6 separate regions of the Mus musculus genome follow, and regions 1, 3, 4, 5 and 6 are each linked to region 2. The links are chromatin contacts, called in public HiChIP or PLAC-seq and promoter capture Hi-C maps. All regions are on one chromosome and are shown on one strand. Each heading gives the region's core, a stretch centred on a gene start, on an enhancer-like site or on the middle of the called end of the contact. The rest is flanking DNA. Distances are from core to core; before and after follow the strand shown. Region 1 holds the start of Vps9d1 (VPS9 domain containing 1). Region 2 holds the start of Cdh15 (cadherin 15). Region 3 overlaps Piezo1 (piezo-type mechanosensitive ion channel component 1). Region 4 holds the start of Mvd (mevalonate (diphospho) decarboxylase). Region 5 holds the start of Fanca (Fanconi anemia, complementation group A). Region 6 overlaps Piezo1 (piezo-type mechanosensitive ion channel component 1).

Region 1 (4,938 bases), core at 509-3,008, 410 kb after region 2:
CCTCAGAAGGCAGAAAAGGAGACAGTTCCCCGCCCTCATCTGAAAACATTTGGCGGTGCCAGCTGGTGGGCAAGGGCATGGGTGGGTGGGTGGGGGCACCATTTTGCTATCATGAGAGGAGTAGCAAGTCTGAAGGCATACCTGTAGTGTTTTCCACGTCTTCGAGCAATACCTGGGAGATGTAGTGGATGCTGCGCAGGTATTCCACGTACGCTTCCTAGATGCAGGGGAGAGAATAGCAGTGGTCAGGCCTGCATCCTGCCTGCCTGGTGAATGCCCAGATACAACTGCAGGACCAACAGTGCCTGCTTGTTTTTTGACAAGACTTCCTTCTAGGCTTCAGTGATGGATGGTCCAGCTAGGACACAGATGGTATCTATACTGTCTAGACTTGAAGGGAAAAAGATATCAAACAGAACAAAAAATCAAAGAATTCCTTCCTTCAACACTGTGCTGAGGAGTTCCCAGACAGACACACCTCTCCTCTCATTACTATCCACCACATGAAGGAGCTGAGCTTCAGTCAGGAGGCTCCACAGAGCTGCCTGAGCAGCAATAAGGGTTTCCACTCTGTGTGACAAAGTTCTCTTCCTGTGCAACTCAAAGACTAGCAGTCTTTCCATGTCTCATGAAAAGCACTTCCTGAAATCTGAGGAGAGGATAAGGGCTCATCTGTCAATCTCAAGTTTTGGCTTAGGTGAAGAAATAACATTCTACAGACTCCAGAATAATTCCCTCTGCTCAAAGGAGCCCAGAGCACCGAGCTGCAGGTTTCAGCTGTGTGACCCCTCTGCTCTGGGCTCTGTGACAGCTCAAGACAGAACGCACTCTGGTCTGTATGTGTTTCGTTTTACTCGTTGTCAAAATTACCCAACTTTAATTAGCTCAGCACTTCAGATAAAATGGGTTTCAGGTAGGATTCTGGTCTTGTGAGGGTGCCCTAGAAAACTAAGTTGGGGCACTGGACAACCAGTGATTCGTCCTGTCCTATGGAAGCTCTGGGTGGCCCAGCCGGCTTTTCTACCTTGTTGCCATCCTTTTAATTAGCAGTTATTCTCAGTGACAGGCCACACCCCTTTTGTGCCTGGGTTTCTTTACAAATGACCTTTGAAGGCAACTGCAGACAGCAGCAGCATCCTGAATGAGCCAACAGTCGGGTCTTTTCTAGATTAACTCTACACAGACTCTGTCAAGAATACACACACACACACACACACACACACACACACACACATCTGTCATCTACATCTTGGATGTAGGTCCTTTGCAAACAGAACCTCCTCCTTATGTCACACCGCCTCATCACACAGGTAAATCTAGGCCCAGTGCGAGCTGAGCTGTTCCAGGTCCCCGCAGAGCTCGGCGCCCTTAGCCTCCGGGCCCCGGGTCTCCGGGCGCGGTCCCAGAGCCGCCGCCGCCGCCGCGCGCATCGGGAGCGCCGAATCCCTCTACACGCCCGCCCTCGCCCACCCACCAGGGGCAAAGGGCCTCCCAGAGCTGCTTCCGCGACCCTCCCAGCCTCACCCGGGGCCGGTTGCCGGTGTCTAGCTCGATGGCCTTGTTGGCCAGTTTCATGGCGCTCTGCAGTGGCTTCGCCCCGCCGTCCCCGGCCGCAGCGGCCATGGCGCTGGGCGGGGGCGGGGAGCGGGAGGCCGCGGCGGCAGGGGCGGGACGGGGCGGACGCCTCCAGACCGGAACGCGGAGCGCGGAGCTGAGGGAGGCGCAGGAGCTGCGCACCGCCGGAAGGGGACCCGGACACACTTCCGCCGGCCTTGCCCCGCCCCGCCGCGCCCCGCCCCGCCGCGCAGACTTGGGTTTAGGGGACCGGAGGGGTCAGTGGCTCTTGTCACCTCCTCCGGCCAACTTGCTGCGAGCGCGGACGGGAAGGCTGGCGGGGAGAGCTACTGCTCTGAAGGGTTTCTGTTGTGCGCCACCGCCCGGGCGGCAGTCCGCGGCCGTTCACCCTCCGGGCTGCCCCTCCTTTAAGGGCCTGTCGCGAGTTCCGAGAGACCCGAAGAACTCCGGGCTCCTGACCCCGCCGCGGCCGCTGTGGCTCCCCAGACCGCTCCTCGCTTCCTTGCAGCCCTCGCTTCCTCCGGCTCCGATCTCGGGGAGCCGAGCGGAGCGGGGCAGCGCGGCGGAGAGTAGCGGAACGGCACGGAGTGTGCCAAGTTAAGTCCGCTCTAGCAAGAAGTCAGGGGGCCGAGCCACACCGAGCAGCGCGGAGCAGGGAGCGAGTGTCGCCTACCACCATGAAGCGGGACCGCCTCGGCCGCTTCCTGTCTCCCGGAATAGCTCGGCAGCGCGGGGGTTCGGGCGGCGGCTGTGGAAGCGGTCGGACTCGGGGTCGCCCTTCTCGCAGCGGCGGAACGAGCGCTGACGGGGCGGCTGCTCAGCTCAGCTGGGGCTCGATGACACGCTCCTGCGGGGACACAGGCGACGACGGTACAGACGAAGCTGGTGGGTTCCAGGCGTCCTCGGGCCCCGGTGCGAGCTTAGTGATAATGAGAGCAAACCAGGCCTCCTGGTTCTGGAGAACGCGGGCCCTCTGGAGAACTGCCGATAGAGGCCCTTTCCTCTGCCGCCCAGACAGCTCTGTGTCGCTGCTATTTAGTGCGTAAGATTTGAAGGCACACAGGTGTGGCTTCAAGTTTGCTCTTCGTGCTATGGACTTTTAGGGTAATTGCTTAACTTTTTCTGAACCCCAGTTTCTTGATGGTTAAAACAGGCCTATAACCTAACCTGCGTTGGGAACTGAGTTAAGTGAACTAACTGCTTGTTCCTTGTGCGGCTGCGAGTTTGTGAACAAGCAGCAGCTAGTTAGGTTAACAGCCTCCATGTGCATCACATTAGTGTGGTGTTCTTCAGTCATCTGAGAATGGCTTTCCTATGTAAGCTGTCCTTTACTCCCACTAGGGGCAGTTGGGTGGCATCATGCACATGCTGCAGGCAGGGCACCTATAGATGGACAGGGATGAACAGTGAGTTAGTTTCTTGAGGCACGGCTTGGACACATTTTCAGAATAGGGATGTTAAGTTTCATCTTCGTTGTAGGCATCTGGGGTTCCTTGAATATTGAGTGTTCAGTGAGGAAGGCCAGCTCCCGAGTCCCAGTCCCGCTACTCTTGTGTTTAGGAAGCCTGGTGCGGGCACTTCTCTGCTTGCAGTGTTCGGAGGCCAGGGGGAAGAGTGGCCCTTGCACTGCGAGTACCTCGCTTATGTCACATTTGCTTCTCTGCGCAGGAGCAGGCCGGACTCTCGCTATGGGGCATTGTCGACTCTGCCATGGGAAGTTTTCCTCACGGAGCCTCCGAAGCATCTCTGACAGAGTGCCTGGGGAGACTTCAGAAAGACTGTCCCCAGGAGAGCGTGTCTTCATTAGGGACTTCCAGCGTCTGCTGGGTGTCGCTGTGCACCAGGACCCAGCCCTGCCTCAGTCTGTCTGCAAGAACTGCTACACCCAATTCTATCAGTGCCACAGCCTTCTCAGGACCTTCTTACAGAGAGTCAACGTCTCCCCAGCTGGCCAGAGGAAGCCTTGTACAAAGTAGGCCCTTGTTGGATTTCTAGGGACTTTTAGGGGTTCGTCACCCTGTGTTCTAGGTGTTGACTTAAGGCAGTGACTTGGGGTGGACAAAAGCTAGCATACAAAAGCTCATGGTGTTACAATGGGGTGCTGTGGTGGCAATGTTTGCAGAGATCTGAGGGTGAAGAGCTATCACTTAGGAGAGAGGGAACCAGGGCAGCTGACAGAGGGGCCCTGTGGAAGACGTTTGTGACCTTGAGAGGTTCCTAAACTGTGGCCACTGATGCTTTGCAGGGTTGGTGTTCAGCCTACCACAGTGGCAGAGGAGGGAGCATGTGTGGGTGAGTGCTATCTGTGCCAGGGTGGGCGTCCCAGGGAGGGCCTAGCGCTGGCCACGGTGAGCCTGACATCTCTGTTGATTCTCCTCAGCTGACCTGATCGCCTCCAGCCCTCGGTGTCTGCACGGCTTGGTGGGCTGGGTGCATGAGCATGCAGTCAGCTGTGGGTCTCTGCCCAGCCTCCAGAGGACACTGTCCTCTGAGTACTGCGGCATCATCCAGGCTGTGTGGGGCTGCGACCAGGGCCACGACTTCACCATGGACACAGCCTCCAGCTGCAGAGCTCTCTTTTTGGACAGTGCATTAGCAGTGAAATGGGCGTGGGGCAAGGACCTGTCACCACGGCTGGCCCAGAACTCAGAGTCCAACCCCACGGGAGCTGCCTCTCGGCTCTGCCAGGCCAGAGAAACCCAAGTTGGATCTGAGACCAAGACACTCCCCAGTGTGGATGTGGCCCTGCTGCACTCACATGGAGACTCTGTGGGACCTGGGCTAGGCCCCTGTACGCAGCCACACTTGGCTCCCAGTGAGGCCCCAGGTAAGCAGCACCTGTGGCTTATGCTGGAACAGGACTCAGTGTTCTGACCAAGGCTGTCATCAGCAGACAGTGGATTCTGTACTGTGTGCCTGTAGAGCACGGTACAGCATAGGAAGCTGGTGGCAGGAGAGGAGGATCCACCCTCGGTGCCTTCCCCTAGAACCTAAGTGTAGGGTGGCCCGACCAGCCTGTCTGACTTTCTGTCTCTTCACCAGTAGGCCTCTAATTCACCAGTTTCTGCAATGGTGCTCATCTGGCATTCAGTCTTCCTCTAAGTCTGTCCTTAGACCACAGGGGACTGGTTGTTCCTGTAGGCTGAGGGGACTGAGGGAGAGAGAAGAATGGGGTTATTGTCCGCAGGACATGGAGGCAGACAAAGAGGCTGCTACTTTACCATAGTGTGTAGGCCAGTGTGGTAGCTCTTCTGCTGACTGGCCCTTCTGTGGAGCTCAGACCCCACCCACACATGCTGTGGGTTGGATGCAGCTGTTCCTAAGCATCGTGTTGGGAGAGCTAGGAGCAGCCTCCTGCCTGCC
Region 2 (4,855 bases), core at 819-3,318:
TCTGTGTCAGTTGGACTTAAGCTAGAGTCCTCAGAGAGGAGGGAGCCTCAACTGAGAGAATGCCTCTAGAAGACTGGGCTGCAGCCAGGGCTGTAGTGATGGATGGGGGAGGATCCAGATGGGTGGGGTCACTCCTGGGCTGGTGGTCCTAGGTTCTGTGAGAAAGAGCAAGCCAGTAAGCTGTACTCTTTCATGAACTCAGAATCGGCTCCTGCCTACAGGTTCCTGCCCTGTATGAGTTCCTTCCCTATTTCCCTCAGTGCTGGGTTTACAGACTGTTTCATCTGCTCTGCAGGATCTCGTGTGGGAATTCTCATTCTCTCTCCCTCTTTCCCCATCTCCCCCACATCCTTCCTCTCTCCCCCCTCTTCCTGTCCTTCTCCCAAGTCCAGAGGACAGCATATAGGGCCAGCCATATAGGGGCTGCACCCAGCAGGAGGCCAGAGGAGGAAGGAACAACCTTGGTTGAGATGGGAGGGTGTTCCCTTGACCGAAGCCGTGGAGCTGGGCATTGAGGGATGCGTAGGAGTTCTCTAAGTAACAGCGGAAGGAAAGCATGCTCCAGGCAGGGCACCTCAAAGAGCATGGTGACCGTGGAGGAAAGGGGTGGACAAAGAGCACTTGGAGGTGAACTAACAGCTGTGCGTCAGAACGGCTGTTGGGGCAGAATGGGGGGAAAGGTGTTGTGGTGGACCAAGAGCCACCTGGACGTCTTCATCCAGGCTGATACAGATCTATTGGGGTCGGATCAGCATAGGGTCAGATGGGTGTGAGCGCAGGCAAGTTGGAAAGCCTCTAGCTTGTGGGTAGTTTAAAGCCACTGGACCAATGGAGGCCTGAGGGAGAGAGTGAGGAGGGAAAGCCCAACCAGCCTGGAGTCCCTGGCCACTGGGCCACACACTGCCTGGGGAAGGGGCTGGGAACTCTGGCTAAGCTGACGGGGTTCAGGAAACATGGGCACAAGCCTGGTGCAGCCTTTCTAGTCAGGGACTGGGACCTCAGTCATGTATGTAAATCAACCAAGTCTCTACCAATGCCCGCGGGATCTGTCCAGGACAGTGGAGTGGACCAGCAGGGACCAGGCACCCTCCCTTCGTGCCTGTCTTGGGCCTTGGATCCAGTAACGTCTCCTGCCTTCTTCAGTGCAAGCCAGAAGGATCACGCCCATGGCCGGCTGATGTCAGCGAGGGCCATCCAGAAGCTATCAGCAAAGAAGATATCCCACAAAATCATGGTGACTGCTGCATACATGTGGTGTGGCGGGAGATGCAGGGGGTAGGCAAAGGAGCTCTGGCCAAAGGCAGAGTGGCCCGTGGGGTGAGACCTGGGCCTGAACCCCTTAAGAATAAGCCACATGCCAGTCTTTCTTGCCCTTCACTCAGCCTTCAGGAGCCTCTGATGTGTTCTGGAAGAGCAAACCTGAACAGGCAATCCAAACGTGACCCCCAATCCTCCTGCTCCTTCCTCTGGGTTAGGGGCCACTTTGGGGTTTTTTGGTTTTGCTTTTTGTTTTTTGAGACAGTTTTTCTACATTGTCTGGGCTGGCCTAGAACTCACTATGTAGAGCAATCTGGCCTCTAACTCATAGGGATCTGCCTGCCTCTGGATTAATATTAAAGGTATGGGCTACTGTGCTTGGCTCCCTCCATTCTTCTACAAGCTTGGGTCTCTCTGGACAGCTGCCACAGGCCTCAGTCCCAGCCTACGGCATGCTGAGTTCTTCCCCAATGTCCACTCCCCGCCCCCCTACATGCTGTCACTCAGTCCAGGAGCCCCCTACAACACATGTGCTGACCTCAAAACTTTACAGAGCCTCCCTCAGGCACTGATCACATATGCTGTCACTCAGATCGCCCCCCCCCCCCCATCACTTTGCTCTGGCTCTGCCTTGCATCTTTCACACTACACTCTTGTGGCTGTCCAGGCCCACCTACATGTGCTGTCACTCATCTCTGATCCCGCCCATGACTCTGCCCCCCATGCAGTCACTCAGCCCTAGCCCTGCCCAGACCCCGCCCTGGCCCCGCCCCACCACACACGTGCAGTCCCTTGGCCTGCTCCCCAAGCACTTGCGCTGTCACTCAGCCCAATGCTCTCAGCGTGGGGGTAGAAGAAGCACCACCGCCCGTTCCACCGGCCGCCCAGTCGGCCACTTGTCCTCGGCTCTTCCGCCACTGCCTCAATGGGTTCTGCTCTGCTCCTCGCCCTCGGGCTGCTTGCCCAGGTAAGCTTGTAAGCCCTGTGGCATCCCTTCCTCTAGCTTTGGGATAGCTTTCCTGGGACCACTGGCCTGGAGTGTCTTTGGGGGAACCTGAGAGCTGCGGCCTGCAGTGTCCAGGGTGGGCCGCACTCTCTGAAGCATTGTAGGAAGGGGTGTCCTGTGTTTAGGGGCTTCCAGAGGGAGGGCGACTGACCTGCACATCAGTGAGCAAAATGGTTCAGGACTGGAAGCATCTCTGAGGCACGGGAACAGCCATTGGGCTGTCCCTTCAGTCTGGAAGCATATCACAGGTGCTCCCTGGAGCCTCCCAGAGCCTAAGGGTGGCCAGTCTTGAGAGGTCTTTCTATTCCAGAGCACGAGGCAGAGAGAAGGGGCAGAAAGCCACAGTGTCTGTAACACTTATGCCCCTGGTTGGTCTTGGTGGTGCCTGAGTCTCTACCCAGTGGTCCTAGAGGAGCTGCAACGCTTCCCTACAGGACCTAAGAATCCAGAGAAAATAACTCCAGGCCAGAGTAGCCCAACACACTCTCAGTTCACACTGCCTTTGACCTGACCGGGCCAGCGGCTGTGCCTGGATCCGCCTGGAGATGGAGTGATCTGTGGTCCCCAGATCAGTCAGTCTCTGGTACCCTGTCTTCTTAACATGGCACAAAGAAGGATGGGTAAAGCCCAGGTCCCCAGTTTTTCCTGCTGTTGGCAGTCCTCAGACTGGCTGCTGAATGGTCCTGGACTGGCCAGAACGGGAATGTGGATTCTGTGGTCCCTGCCAGGGTCCCTTTCCACAGAGATGTGCACTGAGGCTGTGGCCAGCCTCTGCGCCCAGAGGCAACAGGTGGCGAGCACAAAGAATTGCTGTGTGTGGAGAGAGGTCAACCAGCATTGCATGGGTGTGTGGTGGGGGGTCCGTCCCTTCCGGGAACACACTTCAGGACTTCCTTGGTTCCCTCAAATTCCCACAAAGCCTTGCAACTCTACTCAAGTTTCAGTTCTCGGCAGCTGACAGGAGCCTGGCCAGAGAGCCCCCCTTGCAGCTGGCCCTGGGTCATCAGCCCTACACTTCCAACCAGCAACACCCCAGCTTTGGGGGCCCACATTCCCTTACCTGGGCACATCTGCTAGGCTAGTTAAGACCCAACACAGAACCCCAGTCTTGTGCATAACGCCCTGACCCATCAGAGCCCCCTCCATACCCTGGGCTGGGATTTGCTCCCCACTGGCTACAGTAACAGCACCCCCAAGGCTGGAGGGTGGGTAGTGTTGGGTAGCATTCTTCTCCCCCTCCATCACCAAGCCCCCCCTCTCTGTTGCACTAGGGCAACTGCCCCCCCCCCAGGCATCTGGAGGCCCCGGCAGTCAGGTGGGGGCAAGGACCCGCCCCGCCCCGAGGCCTGGCCTCCTGCACTTACTTCACAGCAGCACTCAAATTAGCTCCAGTGCCTGGGGAACTTTTCCTACCTCCCCCAAATGTGCCCCCCCCCCAGCTTTAGTGCTTCTGTAGGCTTTTGTCCACACACCAGGTCCTGGGGCTGCTGCCGTCTGGTCATTCTTGCTTCCTTACTGGGCTTTTCCCTGGCTACCCTGGCCCAGCTGCTCTGTCTTGGGCTCCTCTGTTTGGGGTTGGAAGTGGGCTGTGCACGGATTCAGATTCGCAGCTCACTCCATGGCCTCCCTATCCTGGCTCCCTCTGGAATCTGAGCTTCCAGAACTCCATGGCAGCACCAGGGGGTGTATTGCGTTCAAAACTGGTCCCCGCCAGGCCTCAAATTTTAGCTGCTCAGGAAGCTGAAGCAGGAAGATCACAAGTTCACGGCCAGCCTGGGCAATTTACTGATACCTCACCTCAAAAGAAAACTAAAAGCTGCCAAGGCTGTAGCCAGTAGAACACTTGCTAAGCACGCTTGAGATCTGGGGTTCTAATCCCAGTATCATCCACACATTAGTACTAGCACTCATAAAGATGACCCCCTCAGCCCCTGCACTTGGGGTTCAGTCTCTCTAATTGCTACTCCTGAGCTGGGTTGCGGTGCATCACGGATAGTCCAGAGAGATGCCTGCCCACCTCACCTCTGTCTAGGAACCAATGAAGCCGTGTGGAGTCTGCAGGAAAGATGGGTCTCAGCAGTACTTTGGGGGACTAGTCACTGACACTGAGAGAGAGCCTCATCTCTAGCAGGTCCAGCCAGCAGCCTGTAGTGACTCAGGCTGGAGGCAGGCTGCTCACAGTCCTGAGCACTGTGCCCAGCCTGTGCTGGCAGGCAGGCAGGCAGGCAGGACCAATCTGATCGGCAGGGACAGCTGCCTGTCTGCCCCCTCCCCATTCTCCTCTGATGACTGCAGCAGCTGGACAGGGTGGTCCCACAGTGGGAATGTGGGGCCACCTAGGCCAGGCCAACAGCTGGGCTCATTCCTGGCATGCTGGCTGTCCAGGAATGAGGTGGCCATGGATTCCAGCCTGTGGGAGCTGTGCAGGCCTGAGAAGCCTGTGGGAAGTCAATGCAGGGGGGCTTCCTGCCCTCCACCCCAAAGGCCATTAGCTCTGTTAAGATGGAACACACACCTTGCTCTCGTGGCTAGGGCACTTGTGTCTTCCCAGTCAGTCCCATCTCCCTGTCACCAGAACCTCTGCCCAGGATC
Region 3 (4,979 bases), core at 418-2,917, 310 kb before region 2:
GAGCAGGGAACTGAACGCAGGTCCTTTAGAAGAGCAAAAAGCGCTCTTAACCTCTGAGCCACGCTAAAGCCCTGGATACCAATTTAAAAAAAAATAAAAATTATGTTAATTTATTCTTTTTCTTAAAGATGAAGGGTTCAGAACTCAGAGAAGCCATGTAGACTGCCCACGGGCATGCAGCAGCACAGCCAAGAGTCAGAACATCTGTGGACGGGGTGGGGTGGGGTTGGGGGGAGGATTCAACAAGAGGCTGAGCCTGGGACTGTCCTCTTCCTACATTGCAGGAGGAGGCCATTACACAGCATTATCAACCACAGTTCTAAAATGCTACCCAGAACCTACTGGGTTCTACATAGCTCAGGGGTGCTCTTGTGGCTAGCACCACACACACACAGCTAACATAACTCAGAACACACACAGTTCAATGAAGACTTCACAAATAACCAAATACAAGGGTTCAGCTCTGGATGACCTGGAGACTTAGCATGGGGAACAGAAGGCCTTTGCTGTATTCACACCACCAGGCCCCGACCACATTCAGGTGGGCTGTGTGATCAAGAGTACCTCAGGGAGGCGCCTGAGCCTAAATCTGACAGAGGAGCGAGGGCTTTGCTTTTTGCCCCATAAGACGGTTGGTTGGAGACACCTACCTCATCACCATCTCCTGAGGTCCCCAGCAGCTCTATCATCACCACCACCATCACACACACACACACACACACAGAGCAAAACTACAAGCAGTTGAGGCCCCTCAGCAGGGCCAGGCTTCCTCCAGTGAATGAGAAGAATCACAGTGTCTCCACACTGCAGCCGCACTTGGGGCCCTGAGTGCTTCTTGATTGGCCTCTCTGGAAGGGCCGTCATCTCTGGAATGTAACTCGGCCTGCTGGTCCAGAAGCTCTCGGGAGCTCCGAGTTCCTTAGCCTTGAGAGTAATGGTTCTAGCTCCTCCCACAGCCCCAAGGCCACACTGTCTTCAGTCACCTGGGTCTCTCTGATTTAGACAGCTGAAGCTCTTTGGCGTCAAGCCCTGTGCTTTATATAGCTGTGGGGGAGTTGGGGGGTGGAGGAGAGGTGCAGAGGGGCTGGAAGTGGTGGGAGAGGTCTGCCCACCCATGATGAGTCAAGGGTAGAGGTGGGAGGGAGAAGCAGAGGAGCTTGGCTGGAAAGTCAGGGACACAGAGCTTCAACGTGAAGACTCCCTGCTGTGTGGTCCTGCAGAAACCCAGCCTCACCCAAGGGTGCACAATGAAGCCGGTGGCCGGTGCTTCCCCAGGCTGGAGGATAGAGTCCCAGAAGGAAGGGGCTGACCACTGATTGTCAGTGTAACAGCAGACTGCGAAGGAGACACCTATACATACTGTCTTCCTTAGCTATCACGAAGAGGATCTGGAGCAGCCCAGGGACAGGTCACCCACAGCAGCCCTGACCACCCACAGCTGGCCCACCCCACACTTCACGTATTCACTCTCTAGGCTTGTTTTCACTGTGAGAACTGGACACTGATGCAGGAGGACCTTTATAGAGATCACTGAGCCAACTGCTCAGAGGCTGCTCAAGGAAGGCTGCCTAAGGCTTCAAGTTCCGCCAAGCCTTTTCCCCAGCCAGTACCACCCTTTGATCACCAACAACTTTCTTAGGTCTCTGTTTCCACAGCACTGTGAGCCTCTACCCCACACCCCTGATCCTTGGAGATTAGGGCCTACCCAGTTTTCCTTCCCTAGCTGGGAAGGTCTGTGCCCACTGATAAGGTCTGTGTGATGGTTAGTTTTAACTGTCAACGTGTCAGAAGCTACAATCAATCACCTGGGCAGTCTTGAGAAGTTGTCTAAATAAGGTTATCCTATGGGGGATTGACTTGATTGTTTATTGGTGTGGGAAAGACCCAGCCCACTGTGGGCAGCACTATTCCCTAGGCAGAGGGTCCTGGACTGTGTGAGAGTGAGGAAATCAAGCTGAGTAAAAGCGAGTGACTATAAACGTATTTGTTTTTCTCTGCTCTTGACTGTGGAGGTGATGTGACCAGCAGCCTCGAGCTCCTGCTGCGGTGACATCCCTACAGTGATGAACTGTAACCCAGAATCATGAGCTAAAAATAAACCAGTTTCTTCCCTTAAGTTGCTTTTTGGTCTGGATCCTTTATCACAGCCACCAAAATGAAATTAGGACAGCTTAGAATGTGGTCACCATGAGACCATGTCACCAGACAAGACTGGACAGGTGTGACCTCTGAGACCTGGAGCAACATCCACCTCATTACCTCCTCCTGGTCTCTGCTAACATTCCCTTCCCACCTACAGGATGGCAACTCCCAGCCTTCCTTGACCCCACTAAGCCAATATAAACAAGAAACCACAGATGCATGACACTGGGCACAGGCAGGTAGGAGCGTAACACAGGGTTGCAGTTTTGCCAGGCCCGGCTACCATCCCCAGGTGCAAGCTTCAAGGAATGGGTCCAGCCACCTCCACATGATGGAGCAGAAACAGGGACGGCCCTGTAGGGCCAGCCAAGGGCCACGCTGGATTCTGGAGGCTGAAAAGGAAGCAAGAAGTTGCACCCAAATGCTACAAGGCACGCTGTCCCAGATAAGGACAGGGATGGAGGACTGAGGGACAACTCAGCTGGTTGGCACACAGCCTCTGAGGAGACTGGGGACCATGGACTGCGCAGGGCTCCCTAGAGGCTCTGCAAGACATAGGTTGTCAGAGTAATCCACACCTACACCTTGTGAGCCCCTGGTGCAGCATCAGCCGAGCACAGGAACTACCCTATCCTTCAGACTTATGCCTGGGGTCCTCATGGACTCAGGGCAAAGTGGGGAAAGTAGGCAGGGTACAGAGGTAGCCATGACAACCCCTGGGGACAAGGACAAGAGGAATCAGGACACCAACACACAAGGCCCCAGGCCCAGCAGACCAAGGAGGCCACATTGTAAGGAGAGAACAAGGGCCCTGGTCAGACCTGTCAATCAGAACAGGATTACAAGGAGCAGGAGCAGCCACTCTGAGGCAGGACAAGGGCCCTGTGTTTGAAGTTGACCCAAGGACTGAAATCTGAGCAGGTGGACAGGGATGGGGTGGTGGTGATGGGACAGGACATTCTGTAAGGCACCCAGGCAGGTGGTAGGCAGGACAGACAGCATCCAGCCACACAGCAAAGCAGGGAGAGTCACGTGCGTAACGAGTGAAAAGAGTCTGTGGAAAGGCAGCCGTCTACACAGCGCAGGCAGCAGTCACACGGGTTAGGGCCCGCCCCTAATGTGACGCCATGAAAACTGGAAGAGGTGTGCCACGCAGACACAAAAACACTCAAGATACACGGTGAATGGTGGGGGAAATGTCGAATTCATAACAAACTCCAAGGGCCAAACCTAAAGGAAGCCAAATGGCACATGCATGCCTGTAATGCCAGCCTTTGGGTGTGGGTGCAAGAGGTTGAGGTTAGCCTGGGCTACTCAGTGATATCCTGTCTCACCTGGAGCTCAGCATATAGCTCTGTTGGTCGTCTCCTTACCTAGCAGGAATGCAACCCTGGTTCAATCCCTAGTGACATATAAACCAGGCACGGCGGCACACACATGGCATCCCAGCACACCAAAGGAAGGTCGGGAGTTCGAGAACATCCTTGGCTACATATGAAGTCTGAGGCTAGCCTGAGTTGCAGAGGACCCTGTCTCAAAATTAAAAATAGAGCTGAGGAGAAAACTCAGTAGAGCGTTTGTGCCATGAGCAGAACCTGAGTCCAGTCTCAAGAACCTACATGTTTAAAAAGCTGGGTAGCAGCCGGGCAGTGGTGGCGCACGCCTTTAATCCCAGCACTTGGGAGGCAGAGGAAGGTGGATTTCTGAGTTCGAAGCCAGCTTGGTCTACAGAGTGAGTTCCAGAACAGCCAGAGCTATAGAGAGAAACCCTGTCGCAAATAAACAAAACCAAACCAAAACAAAATAACAACAAAAGCTGGATAGCCTGGTGTGGCAGTGAATGTTTTCATCTCAGTATGAGAGGCAGAGGCAACCAGAGCTCTGTGAGTGTAACGCTACCCTATTCTATACAGCAAGGTTCAGTCCAGCTAGGGCTTTATGGTGAGACCCTGCATAAAAATAATTTTTTATCAAACAGCTTAAAGCTGAGTGTAGCAGTGCATACCAGTGCTGGGGGGACAGCCACGGGTCGCTTCTTGGGTTTCCTGGCCTGCAGTCATAGTCCAACTGGAGAGTTATAGGTTGCTGAAAAATCTCTCAGAAAACAAGGTGGCCAGCTTCTAGAATAAACACTTGAGGTTGACCTCTGACCTCCTTGTGCACCTGTGTACATACATGAACACACCACATACACACACACACACACACACACACACAGAGAGAAGAAAGAGAAACCAAATCAAGAAGATGCTCAATTTTGGGGGCTTGTGAGATGGCTCAAAGGTTAAGAGCACTGACTGAAAGTCCTGAGTCCCAACAACAACATGGTGGCTCACAACCGTCCATAATGAGAACTGACACCCTCTTCTGGTGTGTCTGAAGACAGCTACAGTGTACTTATTTATAATAATAAATAAATCAACCAAAAAGAAACAATAAAAACAAAAAACAAAAATAAATAAATAAATCTTTGGGCGGGAGTGAGCAGGGTTGACCGGAGCAAGCAGAGGTACAAAATCAATTCCCAACAACCACATGAAGGCTCACAACCATCTGTATAGCTACAGTGTACTTGCATACATAAAAATCAATAAATAAATCTTTTTTTAAAAAGATACTCAATTTTTTTAAATGGCTGAAAGACATAAAGAGACACAATGAAGCTAGAAAGTATCACACACTGGACTCAAGAGCCAGCTCAGCCAGCAGGAGTCCACAGAAAGCAAACTGAAGCCACGGGAGCCCCCCCTTCAGCAACTTGCACATAGGCTGTAGGCACCAGGGTATAGAGTCTGGAGGGGTCTGGAGTTTGCACATATACCCTCTTCCCCTGTACT
Region 4 (4,983 bases), core at 1,709-4,208, 400 kb before region 2:
TACCAGGAATCATGTGCCTATGTGGCTGGTGGTCTATCTCCTCCACCTGCTTGTCCGCCCAGAGGAGTCCGGGTCCTGACCGTGTCCCAGATGGTACCGATCAGAACGGCCCCTCTGCCCAGGACTCCCGCGACCCCAAGCACAGTCAAATCTCCCAGAAAGGGCTGGAGCAATGGCTCAGTGGTTAAGAGCACCGACTGCTCTTCCAAAGGTCCTGAGTTCAAATCCTAGCAACCACATAGTGGCTCACAACCATCCGTAATGAGATCTGACGCCCTCTTCTGGAGCATCTGAAGACAGCTACAGTGTACTCAGATTTAATAATAAATAAATCTTTTAAAAAAAAAAATGTCCCAGAAAGCCTGAGGCGCAGATATCTGAGGGTGCCCGCAGCTCTTAGCTTGTAGCATCACACTTATGTCGGGTTTCTGCACATGCTTGGCTAATTAGGAGTTGTTTGGCCAGGCGATAACAAAAGACCCACTGGGCAGGTGATTTCACCCTTTGCTGCCTACAGACAGACATCTGCACACAGGTAGCTCTCCTGGAACCACAGGGCTGCTCTGAAGAACACAGAGCGGATGCCCTATGGCCTAAGGCTGAAGCCCAGCTGCCCTATACAAGACAGGAAGGAAGACCCTGGGGCCTCAGATGTAGGCACCGCTAGGGTATATGGCTTTGGGTACACTATTTTTTTTTGTTTGTTTGTTTGATTTTTGGAGACAGGGTTTCTCTGTGTAGCCCTGGCTGTCCTGGACTCACTCTGTAGACCAGGCTGGCCTCGAACTCAGAAATCCTCCTGCCTCTGCCTCCCAAGTGCTGAGATTAAAGGCATGTGCCACCACTGCCCGACTTGGCTTTGGGTACACTTATGTGGGTTTCTTCTTGCCCACTGGTCCCAGGTCAGCAACACTTGCATCAAGAAAACCCAGGCAGCTGAGTGCGACAAACTTTGTTTGTTTCAGCCCTGCCCTTGTTCCAAGGCTCTGTTAGCCTGGGAGTTCCACACTTTCCTCCCTGAAGGACAGCAGGCTGCCCTGGCTCAGCTGGCCACCTGGACTTCATCCACAGGGCAGATGGATGCTTCTCCCAGCCTGGCCTGCAGTTTCCAGAGGAGGCCTGATGGCTCCTGCAGGAACCCTACAGAGCCCCAGCAGGAACAAGTATCATACAAAGTAGGTGTATCTATCTGTCTGCCATAAAAGAGGTGGTGTCCCTCCTCCAATAGCTAAAGGTTATGCTTTGTTTTTTAAAAGATTTATTTATTTATTTCATGTATGTGAGTACACTGTTGTTGTCTTCAGACACACCAGAGGATCCCATTACAGATGGTTGTGAGCCACTATGTGGTTACTGGGAATTGAACTCAGGACCTCTGGAAGAGCAGTCAGTGCTCTTAATCACTAAGCCATCTCTCCAGGCCCAGCTAAAGGTTTTAATAGGACTTGAGTCTCAGTGCACAGCAGAAAACCATTAGATCTCACCCCAAATCATGTCACACCAAAAAGGAGGATCTCACACTGAGACAAAAACCAAAAGACACTAACGTTGAAGTGTCTAGAGATGCTGCAACTGCTGGCAAAGGCTTTAAAGCAGCCACCATGGAAGTGCTCCAAGCAGCAACCACGCAAAGAAGAAATGGCCCGCAAAGAGATGAAGTAAGAAATGGGGAGCTGGAGAGATGGCTCAGTGGATAAGAGCGCCGATTGCTCTTCCAAAGGTCCTGAGTTCAAATCCCAGCAACCACATGGTGGCTCACAACCATCTGTAATGAGATCTGACCCCCTCTTGTGGTGCACCTGAAATAGCTACAGTGTAATTATTTATAATAATTATTTATAATAATAAATAAATCTTTGGGCCAGAGAGAGCTGGGGTTGACTGGAGCAAGCAAAGGTACTAAATTCAATCCCCAACAACCACATGAAGGTTCACAACTATAATGTACTCATATACATTAAATAAATTAATTAAATCTTAAGGGTTGGCGTAGCACTGGTGGGAATACCAGCTGGGTACTGCCACCCCAGGGAACCCACAGATCATTAACAGAATGAAGAACTGACTCTTGTTCTCCCAGAGCTGCCAGGGCATTCTTCCTAGGAAGGATGAAAGTTCACACCAAAACCTGCCCATAAATGTGGCAGCAGTTTTCCTGGTAACAACAGAGCCCCTGTTCTAGGGCCTAAGCAACAGTGGGCAATGAAATCCTGCTGCGTCCACCTGGATAATCCTCGGGAAGAGCGTGCGTACTGAAACGAGCCAAACTCAAGAATCTACAGGCTGCGTGGATCCACTTCTAAATGACCACGGTGGAAGGAAGAGCAGAGGGAGACTGGGGTGAGAAGCCCTGGTCCCGGCAATACCTCCCCAGTTTACAAGTGTCACCAGGGAGGGAGGAAGATCTGCCCCTCACCAGCGCCCCTCGGATCCCTGCATGGCAACGCCCCCTTCATCCCTGAGCTACCCTCCCAGCCTTCTCCAGCCCAGCTACTCCAGATCCGGGACATTGGTCTTTCCCTCCAGCCCTAGGACCCTGAATCCCGGCAGCAGTGACCCTCATCTCCAGCCCTGTGCACATCGATCCCGGCACCTGTGCCCCGGTCTCCAACTCCCAGGCTCCCCGATCCTGGTTGTAGTAACCCCCATTTCCACCACTGTGCCCATGGATCTGACGGTGGCGAACTTCCCCCTCATTCCAGCCTGGAGGATCCCCTTTCCAGCCCAGCTACTCTGGAACCCGACCCTCGAGCCCAGGGGTCCCAGTGACTACAGCCTCCAGCTCTATGCCCCGATCCCGGCCGAGGTGACTGTTGTCTCCAGCACTCACAGTACTTGATAACTGCGATGTTGACCGGCGCCGTGCAGGTGACCATTAGGTCCTGAGGCTTTTCTGAGGCCATAACTGAGATGCTGGAGTCCCGAGCTAGAGAGCCCAGCACCGATTACCCGGTGTCTACAGACTCACGCGCTGCCATATGATTGGCCCGCTGGCCGGGCTTTTCCCGTGCTGTCCAATAGGCGACAGGCCGAGCCCATGATCCACTTTTTAGCCTATGGACAGGATCGAATGATGTGCGGCTGACACTGAGCCCGCCCCCGGTGCCTGCAAGCTCGTGGCTGCGAGCGAGAGGCGGGGTCCGCTCAGGGAGTGGAATCTACGCATGCGCAGGAGGTGGTATCTGCGCAGGCGTAGGAGGCCTCCTTCTTACAAAGGTTCCTCCTTCTGGCACAAGCACCACTGGATAGCCTGAGTGACCGTCGGGACAGCGGGGCCATCTGCTGCTGAAACAGCGGAGCTGAAAAAGGATACGCATCTAGCCTCTACGCTGCATGAAAAGCTCACTAGACGGTGAATCCGGAGGGATCCGCAGCCCAAGGTCGCGCCCGAGCCCCACATCCTGGAATCTTCTACATTCACAATCTGACTTCTCTTGTCACAACCTCCAGTCTCCTGGTCCCACAGTCTGGGGTCTCACAGCTTGCCTGAGGTGTCCAGCCGCCGCGCCGGCGGATGTACTGCATCCGAGATGGGCATTTTCTCTCCCAAGCTCCACACAAGCAAGAATTTTGTCGTTTTTTTTTTTTTTTTTTCCGTAGCTGAAATGGATCGGCACATTTCTGTGTCATTCTTACGGTACAGTTTAGTGACCTTTAGTATATTTACTTGATACAACCGTCACCTCTGTTTCCAGAACTAACCATCCATTCTCCAACAGAAACAGATACAACTTCCTGGTTCCACCTCCTGTAAAATCGTGGCTGTTGAATGGCTTAGAGTTCCGAAGATGTGCGAGCACACGATACCCACCCAGGCCACCAGTTCTGTTCCTAGGAGTGTGGATGGTACCTAATCCTTTCACAGCCTTCTGGCTGACATTTTCTACACAGTGAATGGGAGTTGCTTTTTTTTTCCATGCTGCTTTTTCTACGTCTGAGTTTCTTGGACACTTTCCAGCTGCACACCAAAACAGCTTCCTTGTTTGTCTAGACCGTCGGTAATTGACTCAAGCCGTCCCCCTTGGAAGCCATGCACCGGACTTTCCTTGCATTGTGTATAAGAGTGCTTGCGTAGATTCCTAGAAGTGGATGAACCAGCCAAGCAGCTATGTGCCTGGGGCGATGTTGATAGCTGTTGGCCGGCTGCCATCTTGGAAGCTGGATCGATTGCTCAGCTCTCTCTGCTAGAGCGAGAGTGTGTGAATAGGCCTTCTGCGCCACAGTAGACAGCCTGTCAGTCAGGCTGACAGCTGACCAATGGGAGTTCACTATTGTTTCCTTGTGGCTTGTGAGATGGCTCGTATTTTCAATTTCTCTTGCAATAACTTTTCTGCTTCATACACACACACACACACACACACACACACACACACACACACACCAGCAGAAAGGTGGTGTGTTTAATCCCAACACTCAGGAGGCAGAGGTCAGGTGGATTTCTGTAAATTCCAGGGCAGCCTGATCTACAGAGTAAGTTCCAGGGCTACACAGAAACCATGTCTTGAAAAAACCTAAATAAATAAACCCAAAGAAGAAGAAGGGGGGAGGATGTCTCTGTGAGTTCAAGGCCAGCCAGAAGTTCACTGTGAGATCCTGTCTCTAAAAAATAAAAACAATAAGTTAAAGAAAGAAGAGAACAATTAATTTACTCCGGAATGAATAGTTTCACCCATGGGTATTTTTGTACATTATCAGGTACAGAGACCAAGGTCACCTCATGAGCTGAAGGACACCAGTACCTGAAACCCCATATACTTTGAAGCTAAGAGTCAGTAGTAGGTCATCTCTCTACTCATCAAATGTTGTAAATGTCTGTCATGTTTGTGAAGTTCACTGTTAGGTCAGGGATACACACATGCATGAGACATGAAGGGAGGAGAGTCCACCAGGGCTGAGTGACCATCTGCTTGCACCTCAGAGCTTGGTCTGAACAGGCCAGCAGAGGGGACCAACGTGCAGCTGTGGTTCCCAGCCCAGGCACTG
Region 5 (4,642 bases), core at 1,180-3,679, 470 kb after region 2:
GAGAAACCCTGTGGGAGTTGGGGGTGGGGGTTGGGGGGGAGTGGGGTAAAGCTAGGAAATAACTCCAAATCAAGTCATAGAGCCCGTGTAACTGGTGATGATACAAGAGAAAGGGCATTGTCAGGTGGAATCTGAATGTCTACGGACTGTAACAGATGGCGACTTTTTTCCCTTAACCGCTTCCTAAGTGAACTGAAAAGCACAGCGACAACTCACGGATGAAGGAAGCAGACCGGTCGGAGGAAGCGTCAGCACTGTCGCGGTCGATCAGCTCACTGAGACGCAACCTTTTACACTGTGGCTCTTCTACCTACAAACCGAAGCGGTAAGAACAGCAAGAAAGTGGTTTCAAGACTCCAGCAGTGTGCAGCTCGCAGAGCAGGCAAGTTTGCTTTGTTTTGGTTCCCTGGTTTGTTAGTTTGGTTTTATTTTGTTTTGCTTTTAAATTCATCTTTGTGTGTGAGAGTGAGTGTGTGTGACAGTATGTGTGTGTGTGTATTAGAATTTTTTTTAAGATTTATTTATTGTATATATATATGTGTGTGTGTGTGTATGTATATAGATAGATAGATATATACACATGAGTACATTTGTCACTGTATTCAGATATGCCAGAAGAGGGCACCAGATCCCATTTCAGATGGTTGTGAGCCACCATGTGGTTGCTGGGATTTGAACTCAGGACCTCCGGAAGAGCAATCAGTGCTGAGCAGCTGAGTGACCTCTAGCAATGACCTACCCTTCAGTGTCTTCCCTGTAAATGAGATTATCGGTAGCTCATGCCTTTCACTCTGGTTTGGAGAAACAAAGGAACTTACAAATATAAATCATACAGATCAGTGTGTGACAAACTGAAGTTCTGGTGTGCTGATGCTGCAATGGTTTAGTAAAACCAAGTCCAGAAGTAAACGGGATGCTACAATGCCAGCCCTATTGTTTAGGAGCATTTTAAACCATGTGAAAATGCCTGTGCTTAATTGTCATATTTAAAAGTGAGAATTAAATTGTCTGTATGCCATTCTGAACTGTGTTTCAAAATGACAACATGGAATTAGAGCAGCAAAGGCCTAATTGGTTCTCTTTGGTGGATTATGAAAGATTTCAATCACCCTCATGTTTCTATATATGCGTTTTCTGTCACAGTCTGTGTTTGCTGCAAAGAAACAATGTTTATCTTAATATTTAGAACAATTCCAGTGTCTGCAGTGAATGTTTCAGTCAAAGTGTCTCCAAGAGAGGGCTGTCCATCCAATTTGGGTGCAGCGCATGTCAACAAACGGTAAAGTCGGCTTCTGGGACAAAAAGCATCCCTTTGTCAGCAGTGAATTCCTCCACCCCACACCCACACAGGTTACAAACACTGCTCTCTTCCCCTGGGTGTTTCTCTGGAACACCGCTGAGCCATCTCTCCAGCCCCCAGAATTTCTATTGCTGTAATAAAAACACCATGACCAAAAGCAACTCGGGATGCTTCTTTCAGCTTACAACTTGTACTCCATCTTGCTGGGTGTGGTGGTGCACGCCTTTAATCCCAGCACTTGGGAGAGAGAGGCAGGCGGATCTCTGAGTTCGAGGCCAGCCTGGTCTACAGAGTGAGTTCCAGGACAGCCAGGATTACACAGAGAAAAACAAACAAACAAACAAAAACCAGATTGTACAGGAATCAACCCTCCAGCCCCTCGAGTACTTTTCCCAGAAGGAATTTATTAAAGCCTTTCATGAATTATTAAATGTACTACCCAACTACTTTCATCTCCAAAGACATAAAATATAAAATACACTCAGCTCTCCTCCCACCTGGTTTGCCGGCACCAGTTACTCGCCAAGTACTCAGGCTTAGAAGGACATTAAAAAGATTATGATCTGGCTTGGCTCCGAACATCCAACCTGCTCAGCCAGGACAACTTCCTCTTACCTCTAGCAAAAGGTCATGCATATTTTGATGGTATCTCAGGAGTTTCAGAGCAGAATCCTTTAATTTCTGTTCCCTTTCAGGATCATATTTTTGCTTTTTGACTCTGCCCGCTAAAGATATTTTAAAAAGAAAAAAAAATTGCTCAGAAAATTATAGTGCAACGTACACAGGGTGACACGCTGCGCGGAGGTCCAGAGAGAAGCTGTCCAAGTCTGGACAGTCACCTAGCGCTTGCAGCAAGCGGCAGGACCAGGAAGCCTGGGGCCCATGGCCCTAAGAGGACCAGCGCGGCCCAGGACGGCTGACTCGCGGGCAGGGCTGAGCCACGCTGGGATCTGAACCCGGACCCCGAAGAATGGAGGGACCGCACTGGCGCTGGTTGGGGGTCAGAAGGCAGAAATGGCAAGACCTACCCAGCAGCTCGGTCCAAGTTTTTCGGAGGCCCCGGGGCCCACCACCCATGGCAGCACCCCTAGCCGGCGAGCCCGGCATAGCGTCTGGAACACCGGCTCTGCAGCCCGCGCTGCCTTCCGATTGGCCGCGGCCAGGCGCTGGCGCTCATTGGCTAGGAGCATGCTTGACCACACCCCCGAGGGCGGACCCTTGCTCTGTGGCCCTCTTCCTCTTGGTTGTAGTACTTGTCCCGGAGTCTGGCTGCGTTCGGGTGGCAGAGAAGGCAGTATGGTGGCAGCCTTGGTGCAATACACCTGCGCCTGACAACTTAGAGGGAAAGTGGCGCAGAATTGCTAATGGCCCAGAGCTTGGCCTGGGGAGATCACGTGACAAACTGGACCCAGGTTTTCGGTAAAAAAAAAAAGCACTTTTACCTGCTTTGTTCAAAACTACACAGGATCGATCCGAGTACTCTGCTGTGCTTATTTGACTCTGAGGGAAAATTGACCAAAGGAGTTCTGGTGCTGGGGTGTGACTTTCAAGGGTTGAAATTAGAGTTGCTATCACTCCCCGCTAAGCGCTCAAAGTACTTAGGAAGGAAAAACAGCCACAAAAACGCTGTCATTCTTGTTTCTTCCTTTTTTAAATCCACCTTACGTGCGGGGCGGTGCTGTAATCTCAGCATTCCGAAGGCAGAGGCAGGTGGATCTCGGTGAGTTGGAGGCCAGCCTGATCTACCGAGCGAGTTCCAGGACAGCCAGGGCTACACAGAGAAACCCCGACTCTAACAAACAAACAAGCAAACTGAAGGAGGGCATTATGTGCACTGCAGCCACTGTCCTTGATTTTCAGCATTACCCCAGGTGTGTGCACACGCAGACACTAGTGGAAGACAGGACACTAGAGACAGGCTTGAACCGGCCATAGTAGCCAGGTTGTGATTAAAATTCACCCAGCCTGGAATCAGTCAGCAGCTGGAGGAGCCATTATCAGAGCCAGAGCAGAGCAGACAAAGATTGACCGAAGTTTCCCAGGAATCAGGCTTATCTGCCTCCATGACCTGGAGGTGCTACGGTCACACTGGGAGCCAAAAAGTCACTTTACCCATCAAAGAGAACACTTAAAGATATAAAACTGAAGAGAACCAATTTTTTTTTAATGTATTTCTACAAAATTTCATCACTATGGCCAGGACTCGTCCCAGTTCAGGATCAAATGTGTCTGGCAGCCCCACGTTGCCTCTAGCATCAGAAGTGCCCTCAGAGAGGAGCATCAGAGAGCTGCTCTGCCTATTAGAAGATGTGGCTCAAGGCTGGCTCAGTGGTTAAGAGCACCGACTGCTCTTCCGAAGGTCATGAGTTCAAATCCCACCAACCACATGGTGGCTCACAATCATCCATAACGAAATCTGATGCCCTCTCCTGGAGTGTCTTCAGACAGCTACAGTGTACTTACATATAATAAATAAGTAAATCTCAAAAAAAAATGGCTGTACTTCCATCATTGCCCACAAGGTGGACCCCCTCCAACACAAGCCCTCCCCACCCACACTGTTCCTCCCCTGCTACCCTGTTGTTGTTGTTGTTGTTGTTGTTGTTATTTTGAATGAGTAGGTTGGTGAACTCAGAGATACACTACCTCTACTGACTGAGAGCTGGGATTAAAGACACGTACCACCACTACCTGGCAAAAAAGGGCCATTTTCCTCCATATGAAAAAGGAAATCTAGCCGGGCGTGGTGGCCAGAGAAACCCTGTCTCGAAAAACCAAAAAAAAAGAAAGAAAGAAAAAGAAAAAGATAATCTGCTCAGCCAGCCTATGAGGACAAAAAAGAGTACTAGCTTACCCCAAATCACACCAACTGACCATCACCACCGCTGGTACTTACTGTGTGTTTTCAAGCTTTCGTTGGAAACGGTTTTCTTTTCGTTGATGCTTCGTAATTTGCATTTTCAACAAGTGCAGTAGCACAAGTTAGAAATCCTATCAGCTCTGGAAGCTGAGGCAGGAGGATCATTTCTGCCTAGGAGTTTGGGGTAGCCTAGGCAATATTGTGAGATTCCCATTTCAAAAACAGAATTAGAGAGCCGCTGAGGTGGAAACTGGCTAAGACACCCGTGGTGACCTCTGCACTCTACACACGAGCGCACATAGCAATTCACACATACATAAGTAGGAACGCACGCACATGCACACACACGCACACACACACAACGGGCCTGTCTTATCCACAGGCATAAATATCTTCTACATTGTGGATGTAGGCTTCTCCGACATTAATTTCTTATTGTTCTCTGGTGAGTCCCACTGCTTAACAGCACTGTTGCTGATTTT
Region 6 (4,826 bases), core at 1,056-3,555, 330 kb before region 2:
TCGATCTTCTTTGGCCCAAGAGGCAGGGGGGAAGTGCATTTGTGGAGGCAAAGCTTTCTGAAATCCCTCTGCTTTCCAGGGCTCTATTTCTCAGCCCAACCAGGGCCACGTCCAGCCTAGTCTCACAGAGGCTGCACCCTCCCTCACACTCGCTGCTTCCGGTCAGGTAGATGTCTACCCAGCTTTCCACTGGCTTGTCGATCCTGCCCACCTGTCTACCCAGCTGACTACCCACCAGTCCCTTCATCCACAGGCCCCTGAGAGCTTTCTCCTATCTAACATCCCTGATGTGACAGGTCCTGCCTCTGAGGACACTGGTTCGACCTCACATACCGGGAATGGCCAGCACTGAACCAAGCACGTGAGGGGCAGTGATCAAAAGCCCGTGTCGGGAGCCAAGAGCATGTGCCGCATGAACACGTGGACCTCGGCTGAGATCACCAGAACCCACGTGAAAAGATGGAAAGCCAGGCTAAGGACGCGTCTTGGTGGCTTGCCACAGAAGCCTGGTGACCCGAGTTTGGATTCCCAGAATTGTGCAAAAGCCAGTTGTAATCCCAGCGCACCTCTACCAGGAGATGGGAGGGAGAGAGGAGAGACTGGCTAGAAGCGGTCAGGCCAGGTGGTTGGCAAAAGCAGCAGGGATTAACAGAGAAACCCTGTGCCAAATAAGGTAGAAGATGAGGGCCAACACCCAAGCTTGCCCTTTGACTTCCACGAGCATGCTGTGACACGCACGGACCTGTGTTCATACACATACACACACTTAGATTACGTACAGTGATTGGTGCAGGTATGAAACGCTGTGTGTGGTAGGTAGCATTCTGTAGAAACAGCAACAGAGCCTGCTGGTCAATCAAGCCAACTGATGAACTCCAAAAAGTGGAACACAACTGGAGAAGACTCCTGACTTTGAATTCTGGCCTCCCAAGCACAGCCAATGAAGGGCGGCCACCACAGGCCCTGGGGAGCAGGGAAAGATGCTTTACCCTGCAGCCTGCTTGGCAAGCTTAAAATTCAGACCCCGAGGTTCTGTGTGTGTTGAGTGCGGGAGAGGCTAAAGTTAATTTATTATTGTTTTTAAGAATTATCTATTTATTTTACGTATATGAGTACACTGTCGATGTCTTCAGACACACCAGAAGAGGGCCCCAGATCTCATTATGGTTGTAAGCCACCATGTGGTTGCTGGGAATTGAACTCAGGATCTGTGGACGAGCCGTCAGTGCTCTTAACTACTGAGCCATCTCTCCAGTCCCGCGGCTAAAGTTTAACTGTTATCAAGTTTCAGTCAGGAAAATGAGATGGTCCTGGGGTGGCCATTAGTGACATATGAGGATGTGCCTAATGCCACCACACTATCAAAAATAGATTAAGATGACAAACTTCGTGGATAGATGTTTTACCGGAATAAATACATGAACGGTGTCCAAAATCTGTGATGGGCTCCAGAAACCAGAGACCCAAGATGGCAAGGGGTAGGGACTTCCATGCCTGGCTTCCTGGCAACGAGGAAATGTGAGATGGGCTACTGAGATTGAGGCCTGGCTACTCCTAATCCCAGGTAGGGCCAGGAGAACCCTACATAGCTGTATGTGCCAAAGGTAGATGAAATGCAAGGTGAGGCACCAGGGACCAGGCGAGGGGAACGCCCTGTCCTGCCTCAGCAACACAGGTCAGCTTGGGAGATGCACAGGCCCTGAGCTCTGCCCTTTCCCCTGCCTCTTTTCCTTCCTGCCTGCCCTCCGTGTAGAGCGGTCCCAACACTGTACAGAGAAATAAAGGCTACGTCCAGAGACGAACACTCTACCCAAGGAAACAGGCTCAGAGGCACAACTTGACACTCCAGGGTCTCGTTCTCAGTCATCATTCCTCCAAGATTATCACCCCTCAAGAGCAAGAAGAGCGAGCCAGGAGAGCGAGTCCCGCCTGGGTCAGCCGTGCAGCTCTTGCTTCTGGGAAGAGAGGGAAAGAAACACTAAGAGGCAACACAACCTGGCTGTGTCGGGATGCAGGGTTCCCAGGTGCTCCCTGGTCCCGGTGGTGTGGCGTATTGGTTGAAACACATTGATGTGACTGTCACAACCATGACTTTAGCAGTGCAGAGGACAGAGGTGAGATGTTATTTATCACAAGCAGCCTGAAGGAGACAGCCTTCCTTGTCTTTGTCCTTGAAGGTTAGCTGCCACCTAACTGCAGGAGAGGGGTCATGGGGGACAAAGACATTCCTCAAAGAGGGCAGAGCCTCAGACTGCTCTGGTGGAGCTGCTGGGCAAAGCCTGTGATTTCACAGGAAACAGGCCTTTCCTGAGCCAGCAACAATAGGGACAGCCAGAGGCAGGAAGGGCCCCTTGCAGGCCAGCACATACTTAACCCTTTATAGACCCTCACCCTACAGCACAAAGCTGAAGACCCTTGCTAACATCCACTCTGGGGTCCTCAAGCCATAGCTGAGGGCTAATGAAGTCCACCGGGTGGCTCCCCTGGACTCTGAGTGACCCAGAGCAGAGCAACGGTTTGCTCGTCGTTGTGGGAACCGGGTCAGGGAGGGAGGGGTAAGGGTAATAGGACCACACACAACTTTTAGAGTACACCACACAGAAGGTTTGTCACCACCCCTCCTCCACCATGAGCATGAAGATGGGCCTGCAGATTGGGCTGTAAGGGAGACCTCACCTACTCAAGAAGCCCCAGCCTGGCCCAGGGTCTGTCAGGGTAGGAGACGAGAATCCACCACTCCCTGGAGGCTCTTTGAGCCAGCTGCTCCCATATGTCTCTGGTCAAAGAAGCCTTACAGCGACCTCCCAAAGCAGATGCCAGACACATTTGTAAATGGCTCTGGAAATGAGTCTGAAGCACACGGCAGATCTGTGGGGAGCTTCCCCTACCACAGCCAGTGCTGGACAGACGGACGGAAAGGTGCAGAGATACAGTGTGTGCTTGAGATGACCGGATCCTTTGGAGGGATGGGCTGTGTCAACAGGGAGAGAACACAGTGAAGGTTCACACTAGTCTGCATCAACGCAGCAGGCCGTCCAGCCCAAGTGGAGACAAGCAAGCGTCCAGTGCAGGAACAGCATGGTTTCTTCGAGGGAAGCCTGGGTGAAGAGCAGACTCACCTCACCCTACCATCTCGGCCCAGCACAGAAACAAGGTTGAGGGTCTCATATAACCCCCCACCCCACCATTGTCACTCCTGTCTGCACAAGAGAGGGAACAGGTTTGGATGGCCTGCCCTCCTAGTCTCTAGGCTACCTCCCTCTGAGAAGGGAGGAGAGTCTCTCTAGGCCAAAAGAAAGACCTCGGTGAGCAGAGAGAGTTGAGCAGAGGCCCCAACAGGAGAGACCAGGCTAGCCCAAAGGACTGCAACCCATCTCTAGGGCAGGGCAGGGCAGGGCAGGGCAGGGCCTGCTTGGGACCCTGGGGCAGCCACAGTCTCAGCCCTGGAGGAAGTGGTGTCTAGACTGGCAAAGAGCTACAAGGCAGAGCAGAGCCTGGAGTCCTTCTATGGTCCCAGCTATGCAGCAGCCGTGTCCAGTGGTGGAGCAGAGACTCCGCTGAGACCCTGGGTCCCACAGAGGAGTACGCTGTCCAAAGAGGCCATAGCTGCCAGGCTGGGAGAGGCTCAGCAAGGTGTGTTCGGGGCCCAGAAGTAACCAATACCCTCAGAAGACTACTTCTCGGAAGGGCAGCCTCTGTCCCACCCCATGGCCTTGCACACAGGCCTGGACAATGCCACATGCAGGCCAATGTCTGTCACAATCCTGGGGTAGGTATCAGTCTCACAAGTGTCCCCGAAAACTTGGTTTTCCAGGGATCAGAGACAGGGGTCAGAGGAAGCAAGCTCTACGCTCCAGGGTCCATCTGACCAGGATCCTGGACACATCAATGGCTAGAACTGACCACCATTGGAGCTGAGCAGCCGATAGATCATAAGAATCTGTGAATGTGCCGGGCGTTGTGGCGCACACCTTTAATCCCAGCACTCGGGAGGCAGAGGCTGGCAGATTTCTGAGTTGGAGGCCAGCCTGGTCTACAAAGTGAGTTCCAGGACAGCCAGGGCTATACAGAGAAACCCTGTCTCGAAAAACCAAAATAAAAGAGAAGAAAAGAAAAAGAAAAAGAATCTATGAGTGTGAGGGTCTGTGAACTGGGCCCCTGTCCCCACAATGCACCACAGACTGCCTAGTCACCAGTGGGTGTGGTAAGTGGCCTGAGGTGAGTCCCTGTCCCTAGTGTGATTTATGTGCACTTGTAAGAAGGAATTGGGGCAGACAAAGGATCCTTCGAGACTCAGAAAGACCAAGACTTTCAATTCAAACCCACAGAAGCCACACAGAGACCTGGGACTGGAGGGAACCACACGTGAGCCATGACCACCGCAACGTGAGGTGATGGGCCACAGCGGCCCAGGAGCCCAGGGTGTAGCTTTGGGATGAATGGGACTGCATCTACCCCATTCCAGCCATGCGAGAGGGCTCTGATGACTGTAGCCAGCAGCATAGGGTGAGGGCTTGGTGGGGCCCTTAAGTGTGGAGGTGAGAAGATAGTACACGCTGGGCACAGCAGAGAGGCAGGCGTTCAGAACAAGGGGCTAGGAGGAGATCCCAGAAGAGATATGGAGAGCAGGCCTGGAGGACCCAACTGAAAACTTGCCCTTCCTTTTTCCTCCTCTGTAAAAAGCACCAAAGGACTGTTGTCAAAGAAAAAAAGAAAAGAAAAGATAGGGGGCCTGGTACTGTGTGTCCAACCTGGAGGACAGGGAGGCTGAGTAAAAGTGTGGGGGGGGGGGCAGGGAGGGCTTTGGGTGTGTCTAGGACAGTAAG

The links. Promoter capture Hi-C pulls out the DNA fragments that hold promoters and counts their contacts. HiChIP or PLAC-seq counts read pairs in DNA pulled down with a chosen protein or histone mark. Capture Hi-C pulls out chosen DNA fragments and counts their contacts.
Region 1: a contact with region 2 is called in a promoter capture Hi-C map of adipose tissue. The contact joins the promoter of Vps9d1 here to the promoter of Cdh15 in region 2. A contact is called at or near these places in 4 of 39 promoter capture datasets (hippocampal neurons, liver, pre-B cells and 1 more), 1 of 484 Hi-C or Micro-C datasets (regulatory T cells), 1 of 115 datasets of contacts at active chromatin or transcription factors (pro-B cells) and 2 of 9 other capture datasets (adipose tissue and liver).
Region 3: a contact with region 2 is called in a promoter capture Hi-C map of cranial neural crest. The contact joins the enhancer-like site here to the promoter of Cdh15 in region 2. A contact is called at or near these places in 11 of 39 promoter capture datasets (the C10 cell line, cranial neural crest, embryonic stem cells and 7 more), 2 of 15 datasets of contacts at CTCF or cohesin (embryonic stem cells and pro-B cells), 8 of 115 datasets of contacts at active chromatin or transcription factors (Th17 cells, craniofacial prominence, double positive thymocytes and 5 more) and 1 of 9 other capture datasets (liver).
Region 4: an H3K4me3 HiChIP or PLAC-seq map of stem cell-derived neural progenitor cells shows a contact between it and region 2, with 32 read pairs. The contact joins the promoter of Mvd here to the promoter of Cdh15 in region 2. A contact is called at or near these places in 11 of 39 promoter capture datasets (cranial neural crest, embryonic stem cells, fetal liver and 5 more) and 10 of 115 datasets of contacts at active chromatin or transcription factors (craniofacial prominence, embryonic basal ganglia, embryonic midbrain and 3 more).
Region 5: a promoter capture Hi-C map of pre-B cells shows a contact between it and region 2, with 4 times the contacts expected there. The contact joins the promoter of Fanca here to the promoter of Cdh15 in region 2. A contact is called at or near these places in 5 of 39 promoter capture datasets (embryonic stem cells, hippocampal neurons, liver and 2 more), 1 of 15 datasets of contacts at CTCF or cohesin (pro-B cells), 2 of 115 datasets of contacts at active chromatin or transcription factors (bone marrow-derived macrophages and large pre-B cells) and 4 of 9 other capture datasets (adipose tissue, liver, macrophages and 1 more).
Region 6: a promoter capture Hi-C map of liver shows a contact between it and region 2, with 2.5 times the contacts expected there. The contact joins the enhancer-like site here to the promoter of Cdh15 in region 2. A contact is called at or near these places in 15 of 39 promoter capture datasets (the 3T3-L1 cell line, the C10 cell line, cranial neural crest and 10 more), 6 of 15 datasets of contacts at CTCF or cohesin (the NIH/3T3 cell line, embryonic stem cells, large pre-B cells and 2 more), 101 of 484 Hi-C or Micro-C datasets (the AML12 cell line, the AtT-20 cell line, B cells and 66 more), 15 of 115 datasets of contacts at active chromatin or transcription factors (T-cell acute lymphoblastic leukemia, Th17 cells, astrocytes and 12 more) and 5 of 9 other capture datasets (adipose tissue, embryonic stem cells, liver and 2 more).

What each region holds. Positions count from the first base shown.
Region 1 is chr8:123,252,464-123,257,401 of GRCm38.p6, forward strand. Vps9d1 (VPS9 domain containing 1) reads right to left here and starts at 1,759. Exons shown (of 15, transcript NM_028200.2): 1 at 1,525-1,759; 2 at 142-217. The coding sequence starts at 1,623. Zfp276 (zinc finger protein (C2H2 type) 276) reads left to right here and starts at 1,732. Exons shown (of 11, transcript NM_020497.2): 1 at 1,732-2,460; 2 at 3,244-3,547; 3 at 3,821-3,867; 4 at 3,956-4,402. The coding sequence starts at 2,253.
Region 2 is chr8:122,846,306-122,851,160 of GRCm38.p6, forward strand. It overlaps Cdh15 (cadherin 15), which reads left to right and starts at 2,069. Exons shown (of 14, transcript NM_007662.2): 1 at 2,069-2,224. The coding sequence starts at 2,183.
Region 3 is chr8:122,536,279-122,541,257 of GRCm38.p6, forward strand. All of the region lies in intron 1 of Piezo1 (piezo-type mechanosensitive ion channel component 1), which reads right to left. Among named protein-coding and RNA genes, the nearest start is that of Piezo1, 13 kb to the right of the region's middle. Within about 2 kb of position 1,668, at least 110 of the 459 cell types and tissues checked have an H3K27ac peak or open chromatin away from gene starts, as enhancers often do. A contact at or near this core is called in craniofacial prominence, stem cell-derived epiblast-like cells and trophoblast stem cells, where this site is marked.
Region 4 is chr8:122,440,464-122,445,446 of GRCm38.p6, forward strand. Mvd (mevalonate (diphospho) decarboxylase) reads right to left here and starts at 2,959. Exons shown (of 10, transcript NM_138656.2): 1 at 2,831-2,959. The coding sequence starts at 2,903. 9330133O14Rik (RIKEN cDNA 9330133O14 gene) reads left to right here and starts at 3,193. Exons shown (of 1, transcript NR_045696.1): 1 at 3,193-4,983. Gm51557 (a long non-coding RNA gene) reads left to right here. Exons shown (of 3, transcript XR_003947483.1): 3 at 1-233. It overlaps Gm20735 (predicted gene, 20735), which reads right to left. Exons shown (of 3, transcript NR_015497.2): 3 at 4,805-4,983.
Region 5 is chr8:123,316,147-123,320,788 of GRCm38.p6, forward strand. Fanca (Fanconi anemia, complementation group A) reads right to left here and starts at 2,430. Exons shown (of 43, transcript NM_016925.3): 1 at 2,329-2,430; 2 at 1,916-2,025; 3 at 217-310. The coding sequence starts at 2,407.
Region 6 is chr8:122,515,401-122,520,226 of GRCm38.p6, forward strand. The region is part of intron 1 of Piezo1 (piezo-type mechanosensitive ion channel component 1); the gene reads right to left. Among named protein-coding and RNA genes, the nearest start is that of Gm26497, 2.9 kb to the right of the region's middle. Within about 2 kb of position 2,306, at least 60 of the 459 cell types and tissues checked have an H3K27ac peak or open chromatin away from gene starts, as enhancers often do. A contact at or near this core is called in adipose tissue, astrocytes, bone marrow-derived macrophages and 10 more, where this site is marked.